6 separate regions of the Mus musculus genome follow, and regions 1, 2, 3, 4 and 6 are each linked to region 5. The links are chromatin contacts, called in public HiCAR-type and HiChIP or PLAC-seq maps. All regions are on one chromosome and are shown on one strand. Each heading gives the region's core, a stretch centred on a gene start, on an enhancer-like site or on the middle of the called end of the contact. The rest is flanking DNA. Distances are from core to core; before and after follow the strand shown.

What was found. HiCAR-type assays count read pairs that join an accessible place to other places. HiChIP or PLAC-seq counts read pairs in DNA pulled down with a chosen protein or histone mark.
Region 1: a contact with region 5 is called in an H3K27ac HiChIP or PLAC-seq map of oligodendrocyte precursor cells, with 7 times the contacts expected there. The contact joins two enhancer-like sites. A contact is called at or near these places in 6 of 484 Hi-C or Micro-C datasets (the N1E-115 cell line, cortical neurons, forebrain and 3 more) and 8 of 115 datasets of contacts at active chromatin or transcription factors (SST interneurons, embryonic basal ganglia, embryonic forebrain and 5 more).
Region 2: a HiCAR-type map of astrocytes shows a contact between it and region 5, with 2.5 times the contacts expected there. The contact joins two enhancer-like sites. A contact is called at or near these places in 2 of 484 Hi-C or Micro-C datasets (cerebellar granule neurons and uterus), 3 of 115 datasets of contacts at active chromatin or transcription factors (astrocytes, embryonic basal ganglia and large pre-B cells) and 1 of 9 other capture datasets (embryonic stem cells).
Region 3: an H3K27ac HiChIP or PLAC-seq map of oligodendrocyte precursor cells shows a contact between it and region 5, with 11 times the contacts expected there. The contact joins two enhancer-like sites. A contact is called at or near these places in 6 of 115 datasets of contacts at active chromatin or transcription factors (T-cell acute lymphoblastic leukemia, embryonic basal ganglia, embryonic forebrain and 3 more).
Region 4: a HiCAR-type map of astrocytes shows a contact between it and region 5, with 3 times the contacts expected there. The contact joins two enhancer-like sites. A contact is called at or near these places in 4 of 115 datasets of contacts at active chromatin or transcription factors (astrocytes, embryonic basal ganglia, embryonic stem cells and 1 more) and 2 of 9 other capture datasets (embryonic tail and embryonic trunk).
Region 6: a contact with region 5 is called in a HiCAR-type map of astrocytes, with 2.9 times the contacts expected there. The contact joins two enhancer-like sites. A contact is called at or near these places in 5 of 484 Hi-C or Micro-C datasets (the N1E-115 cell line, Th1 cells, cerebral cortex and 2 more), 5 of 115 datasets of contacts at active chromatin or transcription factors (astrocytes, embryonic basal ganglia, neural tube and 2 more) and 1 of 9 other capture datasets (embryonic stem cells).

What each region holds. Positions count from the first base shown.
Region 1 is chr7:115,665,875-115,669,358 of GRCm38.p6, reverse strand. The region is part of intron 5 of Sox6 (SRY (sex determining region Y)-box 6); the gene reads left to right. Among named protein-coding and RNA genes, the nearest start is that of Gm51455, 170 kb to the right of the region's middle. Within about 2 kb of position 2,093, at least 56 of the 459 cell types and tissues checked have an H3K27ac peak or open chromatin away from gene starts, as enhancers often do. A contact at or near this core is called in the N1E-115 cell line, SST interneurons, embryonic forebrain and 2 more, where this site is marked.
Region 2 is chr7:115,563,069-115,566,498 of GRCm38.p6, reverse strand. The region is part of intron 9 of Sox6 (SRY (sex determining region Y)-box 6); the gene reads left to right. Among named protein-coding and RNA genes, the nearest start is that of Gm51455, 67 kb to the right of the region's middle. Within about 2 kb of position 1,583, at least 37 of the 459 cell types and tissues checked have an H3K27ac peak or open chromatin away from gene starts, as enhancers often do. A contact at or near this core is called in astrocytes, where this site is marked.
Region 3 is chr7:115,720,367-115,723,867 of GRCm38.p6, reverse strand. The region is part of intron 4 of Sox6 (SRY (sex determining region Y)-box 6); the gene reads left to right. Among named protein-coding and RNA genes, the nearest start is that of Gm51455, 220 kb to the right of the region's middle. Within about 2 kb of position 1,702, at least 54 of the 459 cell types and tissues checked have an H3K27ac peak or open chromatin away from gene starts, as enhancers often do. A contact at or near this core is called in embryonic forebrain and oligodendrocyte precursor cells, where this site is marked.
Region 4 is chr7:115,643,859-115,647,235 of GRCm38.p6, reverse strand. All of the region lies in intron 7 of Sox6 (SRY (sex determining region Y)-box 6), which reads left to right. Among named protein-coding and RNA genes, the nearest start is that of Gm51455, 150 kb to the right of the region's middle. Within about 2 kb of position 1,410, at least 55 of the 459 cell types and tissues checked have an H3K27ac peak or open chromatin away from gene starts, as enhancers often do. A contact at or near this core is called in astrocytes, where this site is marked.
Region 5 is chr7:115,215,551-115,218,798 of GRCm38.p6, reverse strand. No RefSeq gene overlaps it. Among named protein-coding and RNA genes, the nearest start is that of Gm34282, 85 kb to the right of the region's middle. Within about 2 kb of position 1,283, at least 140 of the 459 cell types and tissues checked have an H3K27ac peak or open chromatin away from gene starts, as enhancers often do. A contact at or near this core is called in the N1E-115 cell line, SST interneurons, astrocytes and 3 more, where this site is marked.
Region 6 is chr7:115,623,602-115,626,891 of GRCm38.p6, reverse strand. All of the region lies in intron 7 of Sox6 (SRY (sex determining region Y)-box 6), which reads left to right. Among named protein-coding and RNA genes, the nearest start is that of Gm51455, 130 kb to the right of the region's middle. Within about 2 kb of position 1,376, at least 53 of the 459 cell types and tissues checked have an H3K27ac peak or open chromatin away from gene starts, as enhancers often do. A contact at or near this core is called in the N1E-115 cell line, astrocytes and oligodendrocyte precursor cells, where this site is marked.

The sequences.
Region 1 (3,484 bases), core at 844-3,343, 450 kb before region 5:
TCATTCAGGATTTGCTCCTATTGGTTCAGCTGTTGTAACCAAAGCCTGATAAGATAATAGAGGGCTTTGTGTTGTTGGATTTTTTTCTGAAATCCTTTATCTTTATGATGTACTGGGGCCCTTAGAGTAGAAAGCTTTTTACATTGCTGTTGGATTCAGGGCTCAATTATCTGCTGGTACCTTGGGACAGGGGTCCTTTCTCAGGCAGTCATCACAAAGTAACTTTTATCAAGGAATCTTCTGGTGTGTTGTGGGTCTCCTTAGCTCACCCGGTTTATTTTTTGTTGACTTTTTGATGCCCTATTTTGTGACATTTAAAAGAAGATTCCATCAAAAAAGGCCAGGGCTAAATGATGTACTGGGCTTGTGAAGTAGCAACATCACAGCCCATCTGATGTGTGCAGGGCTGAAGCGGGAGAGGCAGCAGCTTGACCAGGTTACCCCAGGGCAGGAGGGATCAAATGAGGCTTTCTTTTATGATTGGCATTGTATTTTTAGCTTTCTTCTCAAACAGTGTCCATTTTAAAACAATTAGACCTGACCTGAAAATTGACTCGTAAAAGCTTTTCTTTTCAACTGAATTTAAAATCTTTCTGGATTGTTGGCTGAGGTCCTGGATTGGTGTCACTTTGAAATGACTGTTAAGTGTTTTAATCCTTCTAGGACTGATGTGGAAAAGTCTGTCCTCATTGGAACTCCACTCCAGCGGCTCTGCCTGCTCTCTCTCCATCACACCAGGAGCAGGCATTTGTAGCTGCAGAGTCTTGTAGTTTCACTGTGACCTTCTATCAAGTCTGTTAAAGTAACTGGCACAGGATCTAATGAAAAAGGCTGGTTAGCTGTTGTTTCATGTTGTAGCCCCTCAGACTTGCGTTAGATGCGGCCGCTTGCCCTTGGCTTTATTTGACTTGGTAAATATTACTTTAACAACATAATCCCTCATTTCATTAGAAAGGAAAAACATACAGGGAAATGCACAGAATTTAATTTAGTGCTCGCTCTCTCTCTCCTCTCCCCCTCTCTTCTTTCTCTCTCCTGTGTCTGTCTTTTTCTATCACCCACCCCCTTGGCCTTTCAGCTACCTTTTCTCTCTCCTTCCCTCTGACCTCCCTCCCTGTTCTCTTTAAGTGTCTCCTTCTGTCTCCCACTTGACTGCTGTGCACATTTCTTATTTTCTTCTAAAAATGTAGCCCTCAGGAGAGTAGTGTTCAACTTTGCAACTAAGTGCTGAGGGGGTTATCTACAAAGATTCCTGTGCTCTACAAGTCATGGGTGTGGAGCTATTTGAAAAGAACTGAGGCCAGTCCACACGCAAAGTGCCCAACCCTGCTGTGCATGGCTCTGCCCCGGAGCCTGCCTTTGCCTCCTAGTGCCCAGCTCTCTTTCTAGTGCCACCAATTGTAATCATATGGATTTGTAGGGGCAAAATTAGCTGGCAGATTATGGTGCTAACTTTTATGAACTGATGTGGGGGAAAGAACTTTAAATTAACCTTAAATATGACTTTTGATTTCTATTTTAAGCCAAAAAAATAAATTAACTGTTCCACATAGATTCTTATATATTTTGTATTTTTCCCTTTGGTGTTGAGTCTGAAGAGAGGTTTGTAAAAGTTAAAAAAGAAATTATCAATAGGTTAGAGGGGTGATTCTGAACTGTTATAATAAAAGATGGTATTTGAAAACTTTTGATGAGGGAAATTGCCACCATATTTACATTTAAAAAAGTGTTTCCTTATTTACACACTATTGACTTCCTATTGAGGCTCAAAATTTTAACTACAACTGGTAAAGAATTCAGTGGATCAAATTCAGTAAATCTGAAGTCACTGGAATAAAGGCCCCTCAGGGGGGGAAAAAAAACGTGTCAATTTTAAAGGTCTTTCCTAACTGAAGACCATTTTGTGATAGAGCCAAAGGTTAATAAAATCAGTAGTGAATGTAGCAATTTTACAGATAAGCTATTCACAACAAGTGTAGTTACTTGAATAAAAAGCTAATTCAGTTCTAAAATGCCACATGCAGTAGCAGTGAATAGCTGCTTTTAGGTGCTTTCCAGAGGAGGGTAAAGTACAGAATCGCAGCACTCTTCTCTCGCCGCGTCCCCGGCCGCCTGTAAATCGCTGTGAATGGGGCTGTGGGCTGACAGGCTCTATTAAGACAAACTGCCTTTCTCATCGGAGAGATAAAATAAATCAGGTGTTTAGTCAAATTAAAATACTTCAGCTGGAGCAGGCCCCGGGGAGCACTGATCCACCTTACTAATCCGAGAGAAACTCAAGACAGATGTGGTTTGGGGATAAAGATGACCCCATGGAAGAAAAAAGGAAAGAAAGAAAAAAGAAAGGAAAAGCCGAGCTGCAGCTGGCAGCTCGGTCTCTGCAGTTGGAGGATAGATACAGTGTTGCAGTTGGAGGATAGATACAGCTTACCGTGGAGGAGCAAGCGTCAGGCACACACACCCTGTGTGTGCCACACAGGAAAGGCAGGCGCACTGACTTGGAGAAAAGCTGTGTACTGAAGCTTTTTACTGGCTCCCTTTCTGTGGTTTATGAAGCTACCTCTGGCTTTCAGTGGAAGGCAGAAGAGGCTATTTTCTGGCAGTGCGTCTGAGAGAGTCATTTTAAGATAGTCTAAAGATGTCAAACAGATGACGCTAGGCAACCGATGACCTCTGCTGGCCCGCTGAGATGGGGCTTATCCCAGGTTCCTATCTTATTTATTTACTTATTTATTTACTCTAAGTTGATTTGGTCAAATCTCAAAACATGACTTAGGGTAAGATTTCCCCCACATATTCTTAAGTTAGTTGAAGAAGCATCTTATAACCCCCTGCTTCTCTAACACTCCCTGGTTGTACTTAGGAGTCCTGTATGCCCCTTTGGCTGCCTCTTCTTTCAGCCATCTTGAGCATTCTAGTTTCTCCGTAATAGTGGAATCTCGCGGTTCAACGAAACATGTCTGAGAATGAAGTAATCTGGGTTCTCAGGTTGTTTGGATCACTGACTCACACTTGATACTATTTTTATTACAGCAGGGTAGATAAATACTTCATCAATTTAAACAGAAAAATCTATTAGTATATGTTCAAATATTGATATTTAAATTCATTGTGCCAAATGTATACAATGGGTATGGAACAGAAAAGTCACCTCCCCAACCTATGCATTTAGAGAACATACATGATTGTATTGTTTGAATGTACTACTCACTGATCTGAACCCAAGAGATGGCTACACATAGGATTTCTCATTCTAAAGGAATTTTACATGTCACCCAGCGCCACTTATTGTGACTCATAGCTGTACAAACTGTTAATTATCTATGTCATCCAGCTATCACGTACTGCCCATCATTTAGATCTATTTAACTATCATTTATCATCTAGCTACCTATCACCTACAATCTATATCTGACTAGCTATGTATCATTTATTATGTACCATCTGTCTACATATATGCCTATCAATCACCTATCAATTATCT
Region 2 (3,430 bases), core at 334-2,833, 350 kb before region 5:
CATAGTGGTTCAGAGCGAAGTGAACAGATAACACATCGGTGTTCATTGGTTGAGGATGCTTCTGTATTTACAAACCCTTGTATCTAAATGCTGAGGAATATTTTGACCGAGTATATGTATCTCATGCTCCTGACTTCAAAAGCCATGAAGCCACCCCCCCCACGGTGTACTTATGGCGATCACAGCCAGTTGGCAATTAGAGTACTTTAGTTTTGATTTCCTACTGATAAAGAACAACAACAACAAAAAAAAAAAACCCAAAAAGAACAGAAAATACAGAAAAAGAATTTTCACAAGTCAATAGTAATATTGTGAAAGCCACAGATTTTCATAGCTGGAAAGATAGAAAACCCTTGACCAGTCTCACCTGCCAAGTCCTATCTTGAGCCTGTTGCTTGAATTTGGACAAATTAACCTTCCCAGTACCCAGATCCTTCTGTTAAGTGGTTTTAGAAATGATGTCCATTGGGATAAAATCCCCAAGGAAAGTGCTTTGCACACTGCCAAGTGCTTAATGAATATTTTGATTTTATACTAAAGAAACTGTGACCCAAAGAGCTAGATTAGCTTGCTAGAGCTGCAGTGTTTACTGGTGGCCTGGGTGAGGGTGCAGAGAAATGCAGGCACCAAGGCAAAGAAGAGCCTCGGTGCTTAGTGTAAATAAGTTTGGGTTGAATAAAAACAGAAAGCAAGAAAACAGTATGCTTTGTATTTTTATCTATTTTTGGTGATATAGATACTAGGTGTGTGTGTGTGTGTATGTGTGTGTGTGTGTGTGTGTGTGTGTGTGTTTGCATTTGGTTGCACCCACATAATTAAGATTATCCATTAAAATACAAAATAAAAAAAAACCTTGTTGTAGCGATGGTAGGCATTATAAAAGATTATTCAGTTCACTTATACATTAGTTTTCCAAATGTGTGCTAAATGGCTACTATGTTGTAAGCACCCTTTTCTGTTTGGGATATAGAAATATCAATAAAGCTCAACCCTTGCCCTCTGAGGGCCCACAATCTAGCAAGCAGCATAATAATTGTTAAAATAGATGTGTTCCCAGTTTGAAAACACTGTGGGAGGAGGAAGCACTTAGCTCTGCCTGGGGCAGTTCTGGCAAATTCCTGGGGTGAGATGCTGGCAATATTGACTCCTGGTAAGAGAGTGTGAGGAGGGAGGCACAATGACAGAGACCTAGAGAGATCCCTAAACAAACAGCAGCATGGGAACATGGGGACAAAAGCAACAATGTGGCACCTTTAGAGGTCCGTGGTCCAGGTTGAATGTGCAGAGCAAGCAGAGGTAAGCCTGGAAAGGCCAGCGTGGAGTCAGAGAGCAGCAGCCTTTTCCGCAACATGAGGGGGCGTCTGCAATGGCTGTGGAGAAATAATTTTACTCCTGCCAGGAATAGTAAATCAGTACAAGGTCTACCGAGTAACTTTAGTGTGTTCTATTCCTATATTAATTTGATCTCTAGTTTACATTTCCCATTATATTGGAATTAATAGTTAGGGAACTGTGTTTGGTAAGATTGATATTCCCTTCAGTACAATGGTGCCCTGTGGCAAGTGACACTGTACAAATAGTGTAATGATACATGCTGAATAAACAACACTGTGGAAGATTGACACAAAGCCAAGGTCCAACCATTTCCTGGGGATTTGGGGAAATCCCGTAATCTGCAGTTTGTGAAGCAGAATCAAACTGCTTCTCCGTGAATGGGCCTGGATACTCTTATCCTGACCAAAACACGTAAGGAGAAGTTAAATCTGTAGAGAAAGACTCTGTTCTTCTCATTGTTAGCGTGTTGTAATTATGCCCCTTTCTGGAATAATAAAATGTTCCCTGGCAGAGGTCAGGATCTCTGTCACTGACTTATTTAACAGATCCCCTAACATCTGTCCTGCAGACTGCTCACTTTATTAGCAGACAAGAGACCAAGCAGCCGTAGCCTGCTGTGTACCTTTTTCACATCCACACAGCTGTGGATTAACTCAGACTTACCAGAAGAAGACCAACAAGAAGGGACAGTAATGTTATTGGCTGACTCTAAAACGACAGGAAGAAAGAGCAGAAACAAATGTTGCCTGAGCACAATTCAGTGTTTTTAGGGTGACAATTACCAGTCTGTTTGAAAAGGAATAAAAGCAGCTATTTCACAAAAAATAAAAAGAAGGAAAGTCTATTCATATCTGTGTGGGAACCTAATCAGGCTCTTGTTTCCAACAACGATGACTCCACAGTCACACCAGGTCTGTGACAAGAATGTGCCTTTTGTGTGCCGATAATGTGGAAACGATAAAATTTCCTTTAAGAGACATATGTGTTTATATCACGAGGTGTGTTACTTGACAAAACGCTTTGTTCTTCTCATATTTTCCACACAGCATTCATGCTGAGAGGAGGCTGGAAATCTTTGATTAACTAGAATTAGTCGCTGAAGTCAAATAGTCACTTTGTTTTATGATTCATCTTACTGTGCTGTAAATTATCACACAGCATATAAGGGATGACAGAAAGAAATGCTGATCTGAACCTCTGACCCAAGACAGGCACAAGAAACATAAGATTATTCCTTCAAAGAGCTGCACAGAGACATAAATATTCCATGGTCTGTTGGAAAGATGCTTTCTTAACAAACCGAAGCTGCGATTTGACATCAGGAATAGAGTTTTTCAGACATGGTACAGTAGGCTTAGAAGAGATAGTAAGAGCCATAACACTCTCCATAAAGGCCAGGGCTTTGAATGTTTAAAGTTCTTTTCTCTCTCTCTCTCTCTCTCTCTCTCTCCAAGAATAGACAATAACAACAAAGTTCAAACAAATCTCCTATTCCCTAGAGAATAGCATGGTACTTCCCCTGTCACCAGAGGGGATGGTAACTTTTATAAATCTTGCCACATTCACTCTCAGCATGAGCATCTTATTTCTGTAGTATGCAACCTCCCAGTGCTGGCTCAAAGGAACAGGCTGGAAGGAGACCATACTAAACCCAGGCCAGCCGTGTGCAGGGATTGGGCTCTTTCTGTTCATGGTGATTTTACCTTTCAGCTAGCAAAGGGCCTATTTCTAGAGCTTCCTTGGAGCAAAGCTCAGCCAAGTGCTTTTAGTCAAAACTGTTCCCAGCCATGGTGTTTCCGTCATTTGTAAATACTTTTCTCAGCCTAGTCTTTGTTTTCCTGGTTTTTTGTTTGCCTGTTTTTATTTCTGGTCTATTTTTTCTAGTGTTAGGGATTGAATACAGAATTTTGCACATGCTAGACATGTGCTCTACCACTGAGCTACATCCCCAACCAAGAATGTCCACTCTCTCTCTAATCTCCCACCCTCTCTCCCACCTCACAGGCTAAGTTTGTGCTCTATCTGCCAAGCTCCAGCCTCGGCCCTACAAATGGCCTCTTAAGGAAAATGTGCTATACGAACAAGAAGTACCAAT
Region 3 (3,501 bases), core at 453-2,952, 500 kb before region 5:
GAGGTAGCTCAGTCGAACTGACCTCAGTAGCTTCATGTTAGTGAATATTTGGACTGCATAGCACAGGTCTAAAGAAAAGGACACACTCTTAAGAGACACACAACTATACAGCTGCCTGCTTAACATTTGAGTCTAGGTAAAGTATGGGTAAAGATTCCTCCCCTTCTGTCTTTCTCTCTCATGTGTATTCAAAGTTAAAAAAACACCATACTTCCTAAGTGAAAACATGTTTCCCTGATAAGCATTAGGTGATTGTAAGACTGTTGGCAGTTATATAGACCTGTAGTCTCATGATACTCAGTAATTATTGGAAAGCCAAGAGCCCAGGAGCTGGTAATTGAGAACTTTAAGAACACAAATCTATAAATGACCAAGCTCTCAGGGACCATTTCTTCCTCGTTGTCTGATGAACGGTTTGCTTGAAGATGTATCAAGCATCCTGCTCAGAGTCTCCCAGCCATTCTTCTGACAGTTTTGGATAAGAGGCTCAGAGTGTGTTCCCTTTCCATAGCACAGTGGAAACATAATAAGCTGAGTATAATTTACTCCTGAGATTTTGTTTGGCAGTAGGGGTGATTGAGACTCAGTGTTGTATCTAGAAGAACCCCAGGCTCTCTGGGAAACTATAAATTAAGATGAAATCAAGACTATAAGTCTTTTTCACTCCTGTCTGAGGCTCTTTCAAGTATGTCATCACCTTGACTGTTATTAATATTTTTATTGCTATTGCTATCCTCCATAGAAGCCACTTGAAATAAAACCCTGATCATAAAGTTCATAGTTTACTTGCAAACGTGAAAGCTTTGGAGTTTGAGAACTTTTTACAAAGAGTGTGTTAGGCAACTTCAAGGGAGTAATGTCATTTGTCAGCAGGTCACTTGACAGGGCTTGTGGGAGGTGTGAGATCAGGGTAGCTGCCAGTGGGATTTGCCATTTTTCTAGGGATGGATGCATCACACAGCCCACACTAATGTTTTTGTCCACACTAATTATTTTGTCATTTATGATTCCTACCTCAGAATTCCTCTCAGTGCTTTGATCTTAATGCTTCATTGATCCGACCCTGAGATGCTAGTGCAGGGTTTCTCTCTATGCTGATTAACAAGGGACTTTTTTTTTTTTTTTTTGCAGTGAAGGCAATGCTTATATTTTTTAAGCATGTACAGAGAACAGAGTTTTATATGTAAAAAGGATGTTATTATCTGTTTAAAAGATCTGCCATAACATCTGTCTATTAATACTATAGCCTGTGAAATGTATGGCAGACCAGAGCCTATGGCCTTTGGTTGCTGTGGTGTTACACCCTCTTTTATACACATCTCACTAGTTTGTGGCTGTGTTCAGTAGTTTGCAGAGTTTGCACTCTGAGACATTATCTTTGCTTTTAAAGTGCACTTTGAGGCCTATTCTGTGTTTTGCTTATTTGATGAAACATTTAGACCAATAACTGTGCACAACCTTTGAGTCTTGACACTTGCATGATTTAGCTGTTAATTGTCTATGTGCTGGATGCATGTGTTTTTGTGGTTAGAAACTGCTCAGTACTCGTACCTGATGCACACACAGAGCCTAGACTCTCAGGCATGCAGTATCACCAGCTTCGAGCTCAGCTCATAGCTGGACTCCCTTTGATACCACTAACTGTTGCCAAGTTTGAATAGAGGATTAAGAGGCACATGTAGTCCATCTTCAAGCTGTGCAGGGGAACTGTTGAAAGAGCCTTTGTGCTCTGTGTAATCAAGAGAACTGGTCAGTGTTTGGAATCCACACAGGACAATAGTCAGTTGAGAATTTGTTGTCATTCTTCCTGTTCTCTCTCAAAGTAAAAAGAAAGGGGAATTTATTTAGATTTCAGTTGGGCTTTTTGTTCTTTAACATTCTTCTTCTCAAAAATATAATTTTAGCTTTGAGCCTCCTTTAGCTCAAAATGTAAATGTTGAAAACTAAGCCAGATTAAAACTGGGCGTGGGGAAGCATATTTAGGTAGACGCTTTTACAGTCTGGATGGTTACTTAATTTATTGTCCTCTCTCTGAGAGACGGGAGTCTGTGAAGAGCTAATAATAGACAGGCTCACCCTGCTGTGAATTCCCAAGTTCCCATTCCTGTGCCGGTCATTTTCTCATATAAATGCGGAACATTTGGTTATTTAAGGGGAAAAAACCCTGACAAAAACTTGAGGGTGGAGAGTATTTGTGGGAAGCTTCCCTGAAGAGAAGCAACATCACAGTCACAGTGGTTTTTGCTCTCCAGATTGTGCCTCCCTACCTGGGGTTCTTCCTGATCTCTCCTGCAGTGGCTGAGCATTCAGGATCCCTGGCACCTTTTACACATAGTAACAAAACAACTGAAGTCTAAGACGGAGAAAAAGGCAAGCAATTTCAGAAAGTCTACTACTGGTGTAGTTGTACATAACTATAATCTCAGCCCTAGGGAGGGAGAGACAGGCCAGTCACAAGCTCAAGGACAGTCTGGACTACATAAGGGTCACATCAAAAGCAAGCAAAAGGAAAGTATATTGAATACTGTTTGCTCACTCAGTGGATCCCATGGAGGATTTGGGCCCCAACTCTCACTCTTCATTCAACTTTACTAGCATTAAGTATGAGGCTTTAGTTATTTCTCATTTGCTTTGTGGAACAGTGAGGGTGTGCTAGGGAGCTGATAGATGGGCTGATTGATTTGACAGAGATCAATGAGGAAGTAATACAATAATGTGTTGAGTGGCAAGATGTAGGCAGCCTTGTACTCTAGTGGAGTCTATCAGTGGTACTCCTGAGGAAATGATTTTGATTTTCTTTTATAAAAAATTACATTTTGTGTGAGTGTGTGTGTGTATGTGTGTGTGTGTGTGTGTGTGTGTGTGTACTTGCCACAATGTGCATCTAGAGGTGATAGGATAACTTACAGGAATCAGTTCTTTGCTTCCATCATGTGAGACCTGGTCATCAGGTTTGGTGGCAAGTGCCTTGAGCCACTGAGCCATCCTACTGGCTCAGACATGTCACTAAATAGCAGTCTAGCTGAAATCTTTAGATATGTTTTGGCAGGGCTTAATCTTAACATGTCTTTCAAAATCGTAGCACAACATCCTTCTACTTGAAATTTAAGAAATTTATTTTATTACTATCTTATAGGGTTTTTACTGTGTATGTGTAGAAATTCTGTATATTTTATAAATTCATTGCTTTTATTTTTCTATATTTTTCAAATATATAGAAATATATTATATTAACCACATAGTCAATTATCTTTCTAATATATTTATTAATTCTTATAACTTATTTCAGGCTTATATTTCTTTCCTTGTACATGATCAAATGGTAGTGTATATTATTCATTTTCTGCAGAATTTTTGTAGGCTGATAAACATATTTCACAGCAGTTCTGTAGGTTTGCAACAAGGTTGGCTGGGCAGTACTGGGCATGCTCATGTAGTCTTTTTTCCTGTCCTATATACAGCTTTCCCAGCTGTCAACATACAGCACATCTTACTAATGGA
Region 4 (3,377 bases), core at 161-2,660, 430 kb before region 5:
GCCACGGCCTGCAAGATGTGATTGTGGTTCAAACGTGAAAACAACTTGTTATTTGAAAATGGATAAACCGTCTGGGGAGGATCCAGAATTACAAATGAGAAGGACTCTGATGTACTACCACTTCATTCTTTCCTTTCTGCTGAGACATGGGTATAGTTTATCTGTTCTTGCATAAGGCATTTGTGCCCATTGAACAACTGACAGCTACCTAAGTAAATAGGAATGAAGCTTATTATAACAATGATTCTTGGGAAGCTCCTGCCATGCTGGTCTCATGGTTTGTTTATGGTCCCCATTAACTGTAGGGCTTTGTCAGATATCCACTGGCTAGATCTGGTTTTACTTAGCAGACTCAGGCCTGCTTTTCTCCCCCTGCTGCTTAAGGGACAGTCCTTGTGCTACCAGGCTCTTATGGCTCCTGAGTTCAGGGCACCTTAAGAATTGAAGCTGGCAGCCCTGCAACTCTGCATTTTCTGGGAATATTAACACCATTGTAGCAGAGCCTTGGCATGTTTGCTCTCTCTAAATGCAGCACAGTCAGGTGAAACGAGCAATTTACTTTTAAATGGAGTAGTCATTTTAATAAGTATGAACACATATTCATTTCACTCTAGCCTGTCTCTTCACTGCTTTAAAAACTGAAAACTCTTAAAGCATGGTTGGTGCTCTACCTCCACAGCCTTATCATCAGGTAAAGTAGTAAGTGGGGTTGGGTGAGAGGCAATACTCTGAAGATTGCTTCATCAGTATCTTTCCCCAGAGGAATGTTGTATATCCTGGGAAATAAGAATATGGGAAGGTATTTAGGCTTCTAAGAAGGCTGTTGCACTTTCCTGGTGCAAAGAGCCTGCAGTAAGCAGTCCTTGCATGCTCTGCCTTGAGAATGCTTTGCCCTTCTATCCAGAGGGGTGAGGTATTGAATTTGAATAGGATGGCAATTCTGTGGTGTTCTCGGCCTCTCCATTTTAGTGTTGCCAGGAATGGCTCCTGTAGCTGGGCTTAAACCCGGCTGTGAGAGGCACTGGCGTTTACAGAATGAGAGCTAAGATTAACCATCCACGTGGGAAAGATCTGTGTGAGGAGATCTGAGGAGACACTGCCTCCTTACTTTTGTGGATAGTGTTCAGGACATTCACATTACAAAAGAAAAGTCTCAGGACATTTTGAAAACAAACAATAGGAACTTTTTTTTTGTTTGTTTGCTTCCAACTAGCTGTGAACTTGTACAAGAAAAACACCGAAAACTGGTCAGGCTCTTATGCATTAAGCAGAGTAGATGAAATGATTTATTGGGTTTTATGCACATTCTGTAAAGGGTTAGCATTGCTAACAGAATGAGTGGCAGCCTCTGGGAGCTGAACAGACCCCAGGGACTAGTCTTTGTTCCTCTGGTCTTGACAGGCATGTGCCTCTGTTAAATGAGGGCTTAATTCCTCTCATATGTGAACAATTTCCAAGCCCAACAAAGGCAGCCAGGGCTGGAGCTGTTCAAAAGAACACAGGAGGATGCATTCTTGAAGGAAGAGGATGCTAAAGGCTAATTACTCTCTCCGCTTAGCCACTCTCTTATAGTTTACACTACTCCAGGTTTATTAACATGGCTTTGCCACATGGTTGTTGTTTGTTTGTTTGTTTGTTTTTAACTACTAGGGTATATTTTTATTCTCTGTGAAATAGCCATTTGCTGATCTCTGCTGTTTGAAGAGAGGTTTTCCCCTCAGTAGTCCTGGTGTATATCATGGAATATTAACTCAATAGAGGGGGAGGGGAGAGGCCAATATACTTGGGATTTCTGTCTCAAGTGGAAGGAATTTAAACTATTTACTAAGCAGCACCCCTGGAAACACTATGAACCTTTCTTTTGACAGCACTGTCTTCAAATGTGGAGGGGTCCTTATGGCAACCTTTTCTGTAGGAGATTTGGGCTTTGAATCTTTCATTTGTCTCAGTGCAATCCACATTGTTAAAGGGTGCAGGTGGGAAGTCACGTGAATATTCCCCTTTGCACTGTTCTTGTCTTCATCAGGTTCCCACATTTGCCATGTTTACTTCATTACAGCTGTATTGTGTTCCTCTGATTGTATATCAGCCAACTGTACAATGGGCACAAACAGATGAAGATCTGTCCTTCTGCCAGAACAGATGAAGGCTACATGTGCCTCAGCAGAAAAGAAAGGATGCCAAGGAAGTGCCCCTTTGCTCTTCCTCTTGTTTTGTTTTGTTTTGACGACTGATCTTTATCTTTGAAGGGTTTTCTTTTTCAGAATCAGTACTTTCCAGCAGGTACTGCCTACTGGAGTCCATTTTAGTGTGTCTGCATGGGAATGCAGGGAATTATAAAGATAGGGTTAATCATAAGAAATGACCATCTTCTGACTAATCGTTGGATTTTTATGTTCTTAAAGCAGGAAGCAGGAAACACGAGTTCTTTGGGTTATTATAAAGGGTTATCTGTAAATGGAGATCTCTTTAAACTCTGAACTTAGGTCTCAAGAATAAAGCATGGCTTTATGATATGAAATAAATTATAGAATATTCACAATTGATGTGATTAAAAGTTTCTTCCAAATACTGTTAAATCTATATTTAAGATATATAACATAAAAACATCCGGAATCCTTCATATATGGTATCCTGGCACAAACTCAGACACCTCTTGCTCACTTCGTGTAGCACTGTCTAGTGTACGTGGTAGAGTCTATGTTACAGAATAGAAAAGTGGCAACTATTCATTACAGTTGTAGAGATGGACAGCAGATAGACACCTTATTTGATGGCATTTGTGAAGTGGTCTTTGTGATGCATCATTAACAGGTGTGAAGAATACAACTTCACCCCATGACTGTTTCAACTAGAGTGCAGGTGACTCTGAAGGAAATGGGGTAATAGCTCTATTGTGAGGGTGAAAATATTGACTTTGACTTGGGGAAGAAAATAAGTAGAAGCTGTTTCTTCCCAAGTGCTTTTTGTTAGATGCCTTGTTTAATACCCAGAGGCACTGTCATGAAGTCTCTGTCACAAAGAATGGTCTAGAAGTAAAACACTGCAAGCCATTTAAGCTGACTGAGCCACCTTTGCTCTAGATCTGGAATGCACGAGATGATGAAATATATCAGAGTACTCAGAATTGAGTCAAAAAAATCCCAGCACTCTTATTAACATGTATCAATGAGGTTAAGCTTGTTCCCACTTTTATTCGGGGGGGGGTATCCCAAGGTAACAGTCGGTAACCATCTGTAAGCCCCACTCCAGTCTGTTTCCCATTCTTATACACAACAACACTACTGCAAATCCATGTCATTTGTATTACTCACTATTATAGGTATATCATAGAATCACCAATTCTAGTTCAGTTCACCTCAAATGTCCCTGGTCTA
Region 5 (3,248 bases), core at 34-2,533:
TGTTCCCTGCTCCACTCCCACCAGCAGACGTCACCAAGCCTCAGAATCCTGCCCGAACCCCTCCTTCCATGTCCCTTTTAATCCCTAATGACAGTCCTCCAATATGACTGTCCCCGGCTCCCTATCTGGTCCTCTTCTGCCACATTGGAGGTGACTTCAGTGTGCTCCACCAGGGCTCAGAAGAGCCTAGCTCTCCACTCTGATCTCTATGCAGAGTGGGAACCATCCCTGCTTGTTAAGGCCATCAGAATGACAGCCCACAGGGACAAAGCTCACCCCTCAAACTCGCTAGGTCCCCAGTCCCTAAAAAATAAGAAGACACAATTATAAAGATTTAAATTAAATGGAAAAAATACAGGAGCTAGGAAATGAGGCTTCATTTCCAAGCCCTCTTGATGCATGTTAGCGAATATTGTTGAGAACAATTAGGGCTGTGTGAGTGAGGGGTTTTTCCTCACTCGCTTGTCAGGTCAGAAGACAATCTGTTTATTTTCCTGATACAATTTTATTCAATAAACTGAAAGGATGGGAGCCGGGAAAGGGGATATGAACAGGATGTGTGCCATCAATTTGTCAAATAAATAACCGTGCTTGGAAACAACAGATTTTATTAATTAGACAGGATGGTGTATTATTACCATTAAAGTGTTATATTGCATTAATTTTTATATTTTACTCGGCTACTAATTACTGTAAAAGATTTCGGGAATGAAGCAAAATAAAATCATGCAGCATTATACATAATGTAAAGATAGCGTGAATTAATTTGCCCACTGATCGAGAGAGAAAGATGCACTGGGGCTGTCTGTGCTTCCTTGGCTGGCCTGGCCCGGGAGCCCCGGAAGCAGCCCTGTTGTTGGCAGGCAGAGGGGTGGGAGGTGAAGGATGCCTTGAAGCCTGGGGTTTGAGGTCAGGCACTGGACTACTGGCTCTGTAACCTTTAACAAATACTCACCCAGAGATCTCCGTGTTCAGTCTCCACTTGCCTTATGGCAACTGTAAGAGTTTGCCAGGAGAGAGAGAGAGAGAGAGAGAGAGAGAGAGAGAGAGAGAGAGAGAGAGAGAGAGAGAGAGAGACTCTTTCAATGTGGGAGGGGTGGAAGGGAGGATGGCAGGATTTGTGCAGGTGTTAAATGAAAGAGTATTCAGAGGTCTAGATCCAGCCTGGGTAGGCTAATGCCCAGGTCCTGGTAGAGCCAAGAGGCCAGGTCCTGAGAGAATCATATTTGCAGCTTCTCAGCCACTGCCCTGCTGGGACATACTGCATCCAAGTGGTGCAAAGCTGGCTGCTACTAAGGTCAAGACAACAGCGCCATGAGATCCTTGTTGTAAGTGCAGACCAGAGGTCTGGATAAAACAGGTGTCTCCCCCAGGGAACCCCATCAGGCATTGGTACCACGGGAAGGAAAAAGCACACCTCACTTCTGTGCAGCCAGACGTGAGCTATATGGATACAGCCATGTCCCCCTGAACAGAGGTTTATTCTTTAGCTTAGAAAATAAAAAGTAAACTTTTGTGCTCCCTCCGCGCTCCCCTCTCCCACCAAACAACAACAAAACCAGGTTGTCTGCCCAGGCAGGGGAATCCACGCCTGGCACAAGGTCTGATGGGGGAGGCAGGATGGGTTGGGCGCTCTTTGGGAACTCCCCATGACTACAACGCTGCAGGAGCCAATGGAGCCCCCACCCGCAAGATCCTCGCTGACCTGGGCAGTGCGGCCCACTCCCCCCCCCCCCCCCCCGGGGGGTGTGCTCCCAGGCGCAACTCAAGCCCAGCCGCGTTTTTCTGCAGGCTAGGTCTCCATAGCCAGGGCCCAGGAGAACCCACATTTCTCACGACCTACTGCCACCTACTGTCCATAGATGAGAACTGCAAGCCTCTTGGAAGTGTCCTTGGGGAGCCAGAGCAGCGACTCTGGGTGCATCTGCTTAAAGCCTCAGTTTCCAGAGTGTTCCGGAACTGCGTTGTGTGGGAACAATTCTACCAGACCTCTTGAACCCTTGTGCTATATCTTACTTGGGTGACACCTGGGAGGTCTGAAAAGGTTTCCCCTGGGGTTAAAAGGTTCCTCAGAAAGGATCAGATGTAAAATTTACAGTGAATGTTCCCATTTCTGATTCTCCTGGTTAGACCTTAATCTGTGCTGGAGTCTGACCTCCCTGACCAGGGCATGCCTTCAACCTTTTTCTCTTTTACTTGCCCTAATGTTACTTTGTCTTAACTATTACACGTGTTGTTTGGGCCCGAAGTCCTGTCTGTAGTAGTAATTTAAAAGTTGAAGTCGTATGTGTTCTTGTCCTACTTCCCAAATAATTGACACAAAGATCTATTAAGTTGATTACCAAGCTTTAACCTCTGTGACTTGGCAGGTATTCATCTATTCTAACAGTCTAAGCTATCTGTTGCTCAGCCCCAGGGCCCTTTACCTTCAAGCTGAGTCTCACCATCTTGCTCTGGTCCGAGCATTGCCTATGTCTGTTCTCTCCTGGTGAACTGATGGTGAATCCCTCAGTGACCTGCTCATCAGGACTTCTTCTGGACACACTGTCTCAGGGTTTCTCCACGTAGTCTCTCTACCTTCTTTCCCCGTGGCCCTTCTCTTCTCTCTTTCCTCATGGTCTTTCTCTTAGGTCTCTCTTTCTGGAACCAGATAAAACTTCAGCTTGAAATTACTACTGCATCTGATTGCACTCTGGCTGGCCAGAAGTTATTTAACCCTTTTTTTTTTTAAAAAAATACTCAATATTATTCATCTTTAAATCTAAAACGACCATGCTTTCCATACAGTTGGTCATAGTATGAAATGAATGACGATATACGAAGGACCAGGAACGAGCCTGGCATTCAGTAGATGCTTTACAAGTGCATAGTAAGGGATTATTCAAGGCTCCAATTATCTGCATACTATCACAAGATTTCCCTTCATCTTTTAGCTCCCTAAGTGCTAAAATCATTTCAGAATCAGTCACGCTATCAATCATAGCTACTTGCACAGGAGAAAGTAGTACCATGTATCTATCTATCTATCTATCTATCTATCTATCTATCTATCTATCTATCTACCTACCTACCTACCTACCTACCTACCTATCTACCTATCCATCCATCTATCTGTCTATCCATTCAATAAATGTTCTACACACAATGCTCTGGGGTTAAAAGGGTGGAACTGAAGACTGAAACTGAAGACTGAGACCTTTCATTCACAGAGTTTATAGGGTTAAATGAAGACAGAACAAATGAGTCAG
Region 6 (3,290 bases), core at 127-2,626, 410 kb before region 5:
TTGTGACTGGGCCTCTCTGCAGAGTGCTACAGGCATTCCTAGCCCCAGGCCTTTCCTGAGAAATATTGAAGCTGAACTCTAGTTCTAGACTGTGGCCTGGTATGCTTTCTCCCCCTGGAGAGGTATCTCCTCCTTCTGCAGGGAGGCTGATGACCACATAGCTCTTCCCATTCAGAGATATACATAGCTCTCATCAGGATTATTTGATGCCACCAACTTCTCTGATGCTCTGGCTTTAACCGTGGCTTGAATGATTTTTCTGTGAGTGTCTCTAGCCACAGCAGACTTAAATTAAGTAGTAAGTGAACTGACCCAGTGTTAAGCGACTAGATAGTTTCTGAAATGCTTTCTGACTTCCTTAATTCAGTCATAGATTCAAACTTAACTGCTTAGTCCATGAAATCAACTGCTTTCAGAGCAGTCAAAACAACCAGTAGGCTGGCTAAATATACCCTGTGTCCTCTGGTATGTATACACACACCCACAATTAACTATCTTTAGGCTTGCCTGCTACCTTAACACTAGTTAGCTAAACAAAAGATAACCAACTTTTATTGTCAGACAAAATGTATATCTCATTCTCTCAACTGTTGCATTTCCAAGCCATTTGCTCACTATGTAAAAACAAGGCACATGTTGAACAGTTTTCAAACACTTCCTCTAGTCACAGGGTTGGCGTATGTGTGCTGTGCTAAACTCTTAGAAACAGCCACAGAAGCCTGCAGTCTGCCCCCAGTTTATTGCCAGGCGCCTTCAGTGGTTGCTGGGTGGGAATTCAAGAGCAGGGAGCTGCGTTCCAGAAAGGAAGATGAGGTGGGATTGATGGCCTTCCATCTGCTCTCTAACACCTTCCTGCACACCTTGCCGTGGAGCAAGACTCCTCCATTGCTTTCCTGGAGTGTACTAAGAGGGTTCAAGATTGAAGATCCTGGGTAGAAGCTTACTCTTGGAAATTTGTTTATTCTTTCTGCTGATTCAGCTGCCAAGGAAATTACTGTAGCATCGACAGTGGACCATCAATGTGCAAGTGTATCCATCTAGGAAAATCACTGAATAACATACCTTGTCTATTTATATAAAACGACTATGCTCGAAAATTGCAATAAAGCACAAAAGCTTTGAACTTCCAGCAAAATAAGCACATTAAGATGTTTTGGGGCTAAAATGACCTGGAGGTTCATTTGTCATTCCATCCTATAATATATGTAAACACACTGGCAGGAAGGATGCCTTGGAGTTGATGTGGAGACAAGAGGGTGCTCTTGAGAAGCTGGCAAACTTAGCAAAAATGCCCCAGAAGCTTTGCTAGGAGAAGGGCAAAATGCAGAGGTAAACAAGTCCTCTGGCTTATGTGGTGGAGCATTCACAGTAGCCACATGCAAGGAAACACAAGGGACGTTGCTGTGTATAAAATTTGTGCCAATACTAAGCTCACCACTGGAGTAAAGGTTATCTTTTTATTTGCTTTTCCTTTTGAATGTTGGGGGAAGGGCAATTAGCTGAGGACAAGAGGGAAATTGTTGGGGACTGCTGTAAGATAAACTATTTTGTCTTTGTGTTGACATTATATTGGCTACAGCCTACACAGAGGGGATTGCCTGGAAAGGAAAAAAAAGTCAGGAAAGAGAGGCATTACTATTTTTTAGCGTGTGTGGGTGCACCCGCAGCAGAGGGGCCCGTGTTTTCTTATGGCTCAGATGGCAAAGCTAAGCATTCAGCCTACGGCAGGAAAAAAGTGCCTTTTTTGTTTTCTGACTGCAGAGTCCAGGCATTCCCAGGGGAACACAATGAATGGCCCATTTTGTCCAACACGGTTTCATAGACATAGATCTCTTGTTTTTTCATCATTATTCTTGCCCGTCATTGGGTGTGCACATGACATTTGAGCGTGTTTTAAAGTCTTAACACACTCATGTGCCTGCAATAAAGTTACTCATAACAACCCTGCTTTCTCCAGACAACAGAGCAGGGTCTGTTGTTTTCATAAGTCACGGCAGCTGGGAGGCAATTGCATAGACAACAGCTTAATCTAGCTGGAAAATGCAGGAAGAGGACAGCACACACGAAATTTCCTCCCATATTATTCCAAGGTGGAAGAATGAAAAAAAAATCAGCCATGGGTGGTCTAGCTGGGTAACTGATTGGCAGAACATACTTTAGATTTTTGTAGAGTGGTAAATGGAAGGCATTGCTTTTCCTGTGTTTGCTAATTGGCTAGCAAGCAGGATCAGACAGTGGTACTCAGGTCCGTCTCAGTGGTCATGTGCTACGCATGAGGTGTTAAGTTGTTGCAGTGAGTTTGTATGAAAAGACACTGAATGAGGCAGTTCTAACTCGATGGCGAGTCCTCTTTGAAAGGTTTGTTGAAGGCTCATTGGAGGCTCACAGCAATTCCCAGCTTCATCAGGCTGTGCTTTTGGTATGTAGTCAGTAGTAGGCTTGAACTCTCACAGTGAATAACTGAGGTTGGGGAAGAAGAGGGGAGCTGAAAAATCAAAACCTGACCTAGAACTGCTGTCCAGTGCAGCTTGCAGGCCATGCCCTCAGGATGCTGGAGCACTGTTAGTCACATGCATTTCTCCTTGAAGATAGGACAGAAGACCAGTGTGTAGAGTGGAGAGGGGAGCTTTTCCTTTCTCTCCCACTGGAACTGAGAAGAAGGGATTGCACAGAACCCTGGGAAGGAAATGACTCAGGAAGCAAGATTTGCCCTGCTGTGCTTAACCATATCAAACTCTGCCGGCTTTTTCCTTTCGAGGAAATATGCTGTGACAGAACTTGTAGGCTCTTTAGAGTTACCCAGGTGACATAAAGCATTCAGTCTCTAAGACATAATGGCTTTGCTGGTAGTTTTACTGGAAAAGATGAAGCTGTCCAGGCTGGAACCAACTCAGCCCTCCCTAGGATCTCGTGTCTGAGTAAGAATAATCTGGTGCATTTCCAACTTTAGTAGGGAAATATTAACCCTTATTAGGACACTTCCACAGGAGGCCTAATGGAGAAATCCAAACCACAGGCAGCTGGGGCATGAGCTAGGTCTCACTGTCTCTTCTCTTACATGCTAAGCATGGAGACACCTTAAAGATTCAGTTTTCAGAGCATCTATTTAGCTTTTTCTTAAATTGTGTTTTCCTTGCTCCATTCTTATACTTTACTTAACACACTCTTCACTTATCCTTGGCAGAGGGCAACACGGGAGGGTCCTGAGCCAAGCCCTTGTGTGTTAAAAGCCAGGACAGAAGTCAATCCTCTGCTGATCTCTCATGTTGCCACATTCCAAACCCAAAACA